2 separate regions of the Lactuca sativa genome follow, and region 2 is linked to region 1. A link is a contact called in public Hi-C data. All regions are on one chromosome and are shown on one strand. Each heading gives the region's core, a stretch centred on a gene start, on an enhancer-like site or on the middle of the called end of the contact. The rest is flanking DNA. Distances are from core to core; before and after follow the strand shown.

Region 1 (4,214 bases), core at 449-2,948:
TTGTGCAAACTCAATTTAATTTCTAAAAAATCAAAGTTTTTCAAAATGATTGTGGCCCTGAATTTGTTATATGGATCATTGTGCATCAACAGGAAAAACGTAAGAGTTAGGGGATGTAGTTTGGATAGTATGGTTAACCCTAATATTTTGGAAATAACTAACTATTTGTAGGGGATTTGTTTGAAGATGACACATGTGGGAACCCATCGAAAATCTGGATGCCTACTTTTCTTGAATAAGTTTTTCCATCTGTATTTGGTTTTTGTACAGAACCTACCACCAAATTGCTTGTTTTTCAATTATTTTTAGTTTTTCGTATTGTTTCGTTTTTTTTTTGCCCACGGCACCAAGAAGAGTCGTGAAGTAATTGTAACATATCGAGCTCATGTGGGATAAACTAATTTGCTCGACAAGCACACCCTTCCAGACAAGGGAGATATTAATAATACAATATAACAAACATTAAAATAAATGTTAGTAACGTAATTAAGGATCAAATAAGGAACATTAGAACATGTACAAATGATATGGATTAATTGTCTTTTAATCTACACCCTTTATCTTCATTGGATTTTTTTTTTAAAAGCAAAAAACTAGGCTTATCGACGAAGTATAACTAACACAACTTCAGCTAATTTAGCGGCCCAAAGACAGCGCTGCTTTAACGTCTAACCGCCATGCATAACCACCGTGCTGCAACCGCCACACGTCGCACGGCGCCGTGAGGTTCGAAGAAGACGAAGTTTTTTCAGTACCCCACGTGACCTTCACCTTGCACGTGAACGACGGAAGAGACACCGGCATCGGTACCCGATTATATTTCTTCACCACCACCACCGTCTCGTCTCCAACACCACCGGCCGTCATCTCACTATACGCCTTATTCGTCCACACCACCATGTCACGGCTGCTCGTGATGAATGACGGACACGCGTCCGTCTCCATGCTCATCACCCTCGCTTCGTCTGTAAATCCTATTCCGTCACCGTTCAGCCACTTCTCTGTCACGCTTTCCATCGTCACGAAGGAAACAACCTGCGATCGTAGTGGTAGAGGTGACGCCATCGCAACAGAATGATCGGTAACAGGAACCAAGTGGCTCTCCGTTCCTCGCACGTGACCATCAAAATAGATCGGTGCAAGTTTGTTACGGTTTACTACTAAGGGGGACGGAGATATGACCAGATCTTGATTTTCAGTTGATGAACTCCTGGCCGGTGACTTCTCCTTCCGATCCGGCGTCTCCGGCATCAAGGACAGCGTCACCACCGCGTCTCCACCACCAGAAACTACTGAAGGCAAAGACGCTGAAGCCTTTCGTTTCTTCGAAACAGTACTTGTATCCTTCTTCGCTTTGTTGCCGTTAACCCTAACGTACTTTCGCTTACGTCGTCGAGTTCCTCCATAGCCATCGGTGTCCTCCATCGTGGAGCAACTAGAACCAGATCCAGCAGCTAGAGGCTTCGGTGCGATGGGCCTGAACTTGAGCATTATTTTCTCCACCTTCGACATACCATAACTCATGCTCATCCGACCACCACCTCCACTGCTGGAGCATCTTGCTATACAACAACCACCTCTACCGTCCATTTAATGCACCGTGCCCCACCTCCTCCTCTCTGTCTGTCTCTGCCAAGTTTTTGTATGCTTTGGCAATGCACATAAAGATCAGACGATGGGAATGGTACACATATAAAGGAGTCACAAAGATTTTCTGTTATTCTTTTTAACTTAAAAAAGGAAAAAACATACCTATATCATTTTATAATATCCAAGTCAAATATTCAATCATTAAGTGAATATCTATTTCAGGTAAGATTGCATATAAAATATACAGTCAGTAAATCAGTGTTTTAAGAATCATTTAAATGATTTGTGCTAATCAAATATTGATGAGTAATTTATATAATTTTATTATTTCTATAAAAGTTTATCTAAAAGTAGTGAATATTTTTTTTAATATTTTTTCTGAAGATTTCATATTATTATTTTATTTTGTTCTTTACATAAATTTGTTATTCTTTTAACCATACGATTGAACTCCAGAAGTCAATAAAACTTATTTTAAAACATCACTTATTACAAAATTTAATTTAACATTTATTAAAAGATTAAAAACAATTATTTTTGTCATTGAAATGTTTAATTATTGGCTTCATATAATATAATATATATTATGTTATAATGCTCCAAGTATCATTATTGTTAAGTTTAATGTAAACTATATATTTTATTTCATTCATTCTTTCATTTTTTAGAAATTGAATTTAAAAAAATAATAATAATAATAAAATAAAATAAATCTTGTTAACTTCCATAAATACGGGCTTTAATAATGAACCCACAAAAGATGTTCGTTTTTTAAAGACTTTATCCTTATGATATATCTAATTTAACGTATACCTAACTCACTACTAGAAACCTGACTTTCAGCAACGAAATTAGCGACGGATTCTATCCGCAGGTAATCAGTGACGACTTACTGAGGGATTAGTGACGGAACGCGCAAATATTTCAACCAAAACCCTTACAGAATTTTAGAGAGGTATTACCGAGCAATCAAAGACGGATTGGTAAGAATTTATCGACAAAAGCCTTCCCTCGATAATCCGTCACAAAATTAAAACCTCTTAGCGAGGGAACAGCGACCGATTCCTAAAAATTACACGACCTTTTTTTTTATCCCCTCGCCAATCGGTCGCAGAAAATCGAAGACTCCTTTTTTTATTCCCCGCTTTTCTTTCTATTTTCGTTCCATCGTTTTATTTTCATTCCACGCTTTTATTTTCCTTCCCTATGATTTCTTCCAAAACTCTACACAATTTTCTCCCAAAGCCCTAATCAAACCCCCGTCGACTCGAATCCCTCCTCCGCCCGGAAAATCAGCTCCACCACCGTCCACTTGCATCGCCTCTCTTTGATGTATAGGAAAAGCTTAGAAATCACGTCCTCGTTGGCTTTCATGTCGTCCGTCTACCTTCGTTGTTGACTCGCCATTTCCATGCCAACGTCATTCGATCAGTTGGATATCCTCTATCGTAAACTCGCGCAAACCTAAAGTAGTCTTCATCAGCTTCTATACTGGTTTCTAGTAGTGTGTAAGTTTTATTTCCATATACCCCTCTTTCATTTGTAGCACAAATCACAACTCGTTTTTCTAAGTTCTACAATCCTGAACTCCTTAATTTTGGTTTTTCTAGGGTTTTCTCGTTGTCTACACACGATTTGTTTTTTCTATTAGAGTTTAAAGCCCTCAGTCTCTCTGGATGAATTTCTATGAGTTTTTTAGTGTTTAGTCAATAAGAATTTTCATATTAATTATCATCTTAACCCTAATTTCTACCTCCTGATGATTGTAATATTTTGGATTATAAAAAGTATCATATGGATTCTGTTTTAGATATAAAGTGATATGAATTTTGTATTGGGTGTAGGCATTTAAAAAGGGGCTTAATTTCAAAACGACAGTAATCATGATTTCCATAATGTCTAGACCCATAGTCCATAGAGATAAATTAACCTTTGAGCATCTCAGTATATGAATAATATGATAATACCTACTGTGACAGGTAGCAATTTGGTTCCTTGTTTTAGGATCCACTTATAAGTGCAGTTATGGACTAAGCATTCATGTAGTGGACAATGGGAGGAAGTGTATTCCAAGGAAAGGTATCAAATATTTAAGTATTTTAAGAAATCATTATTAGATAAGCTATATATTGATGTTCTAAACATTCATAGTATATGCCTCTTTGGTATTTTCTTATAAATTGTTGTAATCTTAATTTATAATACAATTTGCTTGGTTAGTGGTACACTATGATATGAGTAGTCTCTTGATTTCCATGAATAGTTTCAGTTGAAGAGTGTTTGCATGCTTCTTGGGGACAATGAAAATGGCTTTTGATCAAACTGTCTGGGACATGTAAGTTCAATTTCTAATCCAGTAGATTGTAATTAATTTTTTATGCCCTCATGATGTTTGATCTTATAATTGATTCCATACAGTAAAAGAGGAGTTAACAAGAAAGTTCTTAAAGTTCATTCAATGGAACATAAGGTAACTTTCTTTCTTTCTTTCCCTTTTTCATTTATATTTTTTTGAATCATTTACCTCACATTATTAACATTTTAATCTTTGTTTTCATTGGTTCTTGATGCTACTAGCAATAAGACTTGGGGACCTCATGGATCTCTTCTTGCTGATATTGTAC
Region 2 (4,339 bases), core at 1,218-3,717, 140 kb before region 1:
TTAAATAAATAAAGAAAATAAACTAATGAGTCTTAATTTGGTTATTTTGAAATAAGAAGGTAAGTATATTAATGAAATTGATATTTATTTAGTACTACATTTATTGTAATTATTCCATTAAAGTATTACATGAAATTTTTTAAAATATAAAAACCTATAAAATGACATGTGAAAAATAAATTAATTCAAAATAACCATAAAATGATATTTGACAAATTGAATGAGAGTGCAACATGTGGCAAAAAAAATATTCATTTATTAAAGTAGATTGTTAAAATATAAAAATCAATAAAATGACATGTGAAAAAAAGATAATTCAAAATAACCATAAAATAACATTTGACAAATTAAATGAGAAAATGATATGTGACAAACTTTCCATATTATTTTAAAATGGGTTTGTCCTAACCTTCCATTTGAAACTTAATTTGGCCTTTTTAGGTTGGAATATTTATGATTTTGGGCTCAAGTATTCAATATACGAATTGGGTAACATATTTACGTAGACATGGTTTGGGCTCAAGTATTCAATCATATATTATTCATATATATATTTTCTAACGTAGAATGAAGATTAACACCACGAAAATGTTCAAGGTTTCATAAAAAGAGATTCTTATTAATTAAAAGATATCCTCCGAAGTTTACAATGATTTGTTTCATAGATGTGATTAAATGTCAACAAGCATTACAGAATCATTGAAATTTAAAATTGACATGAAATTATTGAAATCAAGTTTTGGGAAAAACCAAGCATAGGGCCAGGCATAAGATTAAGAAAAGATCCTCAGCATAACTGTCAGTACACCCTATCGCTCCCTATTATAACAAATTTCTCATCCATTCGGGGAAAGTCTTATAATTAACTGCATACATGCTTTATGAAAGAAATATTATCATCAATGGAAGTCCTTATCAACGCGATTTGTTTTGTTTACCGGCTTTAGTCTAGCTCCTCAAGTCCCAAACTTCAGTAATGATTTTTCGTTTCAGTTGTAAGCTGTAATTATCTAACATGATTGACAGTGAATCTTCTCTAAAAACTCGAGTTTTTAACAATGAATAAGCCCGTCAATATTTTTTTTTTCTTTCTATCAATTCAACCCATAAATTAAAGAACATTAAAAGGATTAGATTCATTAATCCAAGGATTAGATTCATTTAACAACGCTATTCTTATAATAAACATAAAAGGAGCTAAATTGTATACAAAAGAAATGATTTTGACAAAAGTATCATGTCTCATGAGTTTTCTTCATTTGTATTTTAGAAAATTTTCAAATTTGTTTAATGATCTTTATTGTTTATTTTATTTTGTTTAACTGGTAATCTTTTTCAGACAATAATATCAAATATATCAAATATGATGGTCTTAAAAGTTAATAATTTGGAAAAAAAATGCAAATTGTAAAAGCTAATGCTATAAGTACATTTATTTTACAATTCCACCCATTGTGATTTTTTTTGTCCCTTTTATCTTTTTTTTTTTGTTTATTATTATTATTATTATTATTATTATTATTATTGTTGTTGTTGTTGTTGTTGTTGTTGTTGTTGTAAATATCGATAAGCGTATAAAATTCGGACGATATTATAAAATTCAACCGACTATATAAAATTGAACAAAATCAAAGTTTGTCTTTATTTATCACAAATATTAATTGGTTCAGTATAACAATTGCGTGGTGTGTTATGCGGATTGAAAACAGTTAGTCGAACACTATATAATGTTTTCCATGCAATCGAATGTTCTGATCTGTATATAGGGAAAAGTTTAGACAAAACATTAGACAATATATATGTTCATTGTAAGTCAACCATTACATAATGGTTATGGTGAGCCTGGATCAACATTGTAGTTGTTGATGATGAAAAAATGTTCCGATAGACGAAATAATAATAATAATAATAATAAAAAAGATTGTTTATGAATGAATGTGATGGAACGACAAATAAAAGTAAGTTTTTTTATCTAATTTAAAATTATGCTTGTATTTAGAGTGTAATTTCAATATGAAAAGTAAGTTTTTATTATTAATAATAATAATAATAATAATAATAAGTAAGCTTTTTTATTCAATATGAAAATATGATAATAAATGAACAAAAATATATTTTCCAATATGTAATTGTATTTGTAGTGTAATTCTAAAAAAAATAAGTTTTTTTTAAATAATAAAAATAATCTAATAAATAAAAGAAAAGAACAATAAAAAAAACAAAAAAAAAAGCAAAAAAACAAAAAAATAATGTCAAAAGATAAATAATCGATTAGATGAAGTTAGGAAATAAAAAAAAATAAAAAAGATACTTATAGCAAAACCCATTATAAAACCTATCTTTACAATTCACCATAGTTTCGTGATCCATTTGAAATTAAAAAAACAAAGATTGATTGCCTATTACAGTCCCTATGTTTACTTTTTCTTTACAATTCGGTCAGCATAGTTTCATACACTACAATTACATAACTACTCAAACCAACTTTATCCACTCTGAGCAAGCAAGTGAGAATGCAAACCCTCTTAAACCCTCATCCCATCTCCTTTCTTCCTCCTCCAAAAATCCTAAATCCTAGTAAGCTATTCAAATCCCGTAATATAAACCCATCCCTTCACTTCATCTCAACTGGAAAATTCACCGTTAAAGGTTTCTCAGCGGACGAATTCCCGGTCGATGAGGATTTCATCGAAAAATTCGGTCCCAAAGACGTGGAAACTGAAGATGAAGCCCGTCGCCGCAACTGGATCGAAGGAGGTTGGGCTCCATGGGAGGAAATCCTTACTCCAGAAGGAGATTTCGCCAGAAAATCACTCAACGAAGGAGAAGAAGTAGCATTGGAAAATCCTGATTCGATTGAAGCCTTCAAAATGTTGAGACCTAGTTACAGGAAGAAGAAAATGGAAGAATTAGGGTTAACAGAGGACGAATTTTACGCGAAACAGTTCGAGCTTAAGGGCGACATTCCGGAGCCCTTGAAGACGACATGGGCAGGGCCGCTGGTGGTCCGTCACGTGCCACCGCGAGATTGGCCGCCGAAGGGGTGGGAAGTGGATAAGAAAGAGCTGGAATTTATCAGGGAAGCTCATAAGTTTTCAGCTAGAGTTGATCTTGAGCAAGTACAGAATGAAGCAAAAAGCAATACAGATGATTTGTGTTTGGACAGATATAAGGTGTTTCTGAAGCAGTATAACGAATGGGTGGATGCGAATAGAGATAGATTGGAGGAGGAATCATATAAGGTTCATCCCAACACTCAATTCTTATAGTAATTCCTCAACTTGTAATTAATACTCACTTTGAAAACACCCCATAATTCCAAGCTATTCATGTTATACACTAATGAGATCCATAATTTTTGATACAGTATGATCAAGATTATTTTCCTGGTAGAAGGAAAAGAGGGAAAGATTATAAAGAAGGAATGGTAAGTTTTGAAATAATGTGAACCAAAATCGATGATGATCTTACGTTTTCTTACCCACTTTACCTTTCCCTTCTGCAGTACGAGCTACCATTTTACTACCCCGGACAAGTAAGTTTTACTGCTCTGTAATTCTCTTGAGCCATGTATAAGTATGCACTTGCATTGATTTTATTACCAAAATGAACCTGTAAATCTTATTATCCAAATAGCAATTCATGCTATAAACGTACTTACATACATACATATATGTATATCTTGTGCAGATTTGTGTTGGTAAAGTGACTACTTTGCATCTTTATCAAGGAGCTTTCGTTGACATTGGAGGTGTTCATGATGGGTAAGTCTTGATAAATGATGTGTATTAAGTCGTTAAGTCGTTTCTCTGGTCTATTAAGTCGTTATTTCTGCATTAAGTAAAAAAAAAGAAACACTTGTATACAATATATATAGCTTTTTAGACTCTTAACTCTAAGTAAAGCTCCATGGTCATTTCAGGTGGGTCCCAATTAAACGTAATGATTGGTATTGGATCCGACATCATATAAAAGTTGGTATGCATGTCATTGTTGAAATTCTGGTGAGTTATGGCTCTTCAAATGCATATTTCTGCTCCTTATTCCTTTTAAAAATGTTGTATTTTTGTATTATGTTGCTCAAGTCAAATGTCTGTCTATTTTTTTATTTTTTTCAGGCCAAACGAGATCCTTACCGTTTCCGATTTCCAATCGAGATGCGTTTTGTTGATCCTAATATAGATCACCTTATGTATGTTTTCCAGTTTTATATCTTTTATACATAGAATGTTAATCAGCTCAAAACTATAGCAAAATGTTTGATCTTTGACTTTTTACCTACAGTTTCAAGAGGTTTGACTACCCACCAATTTTCCATCGGGAGGAAGATACTAGTATG

Evidence for each region. Hi-C and Micro-C count contacts between places; a contact is called where the count stands out from the background.
Region 2: a contact with region 1 is called in a Hi-C map of leaf, with 2.5 times the contacts expected there. The contact joins the promoter of LOC111880497 here to the promoter of LOC111880534 in region 1. A contact is called at or near these places in 2 of 4 Hi-C or Micro-C datasets (both in leaf).

Annotation. Positions count from the first base shown.
Region 1 is chr5:29,106,290-29,110,503 of Lsat_Salinas_v11, reverse strand. It overlaps LOC111880534, which reads right to left and starts at 1,698. Exons shown (of 1, transcript XM_023876966.3): 1 at 454-1,698. The coding sequence starts at 1,590. The coding sequence ends at 637.
Region 2 is chr5:29,249,348-29,253,686 of Lsat_Salinas_v11, reverse strand. LOC111880497 (protein PLASTID TRANSCRIPTIONALLY ACTIVE 10) reads left to right here and starts at 2,467. Exons shown (of 11, transcript XM_023876923.3): 1 at 2,467-3,242; 2 at 3,368-3,427; 3 at 3,506-3,535; 4 at 3,691-3,764; 5 at 3,923-4,192; 6 at 4,285-4,339. The coding sequence starts at 2,514.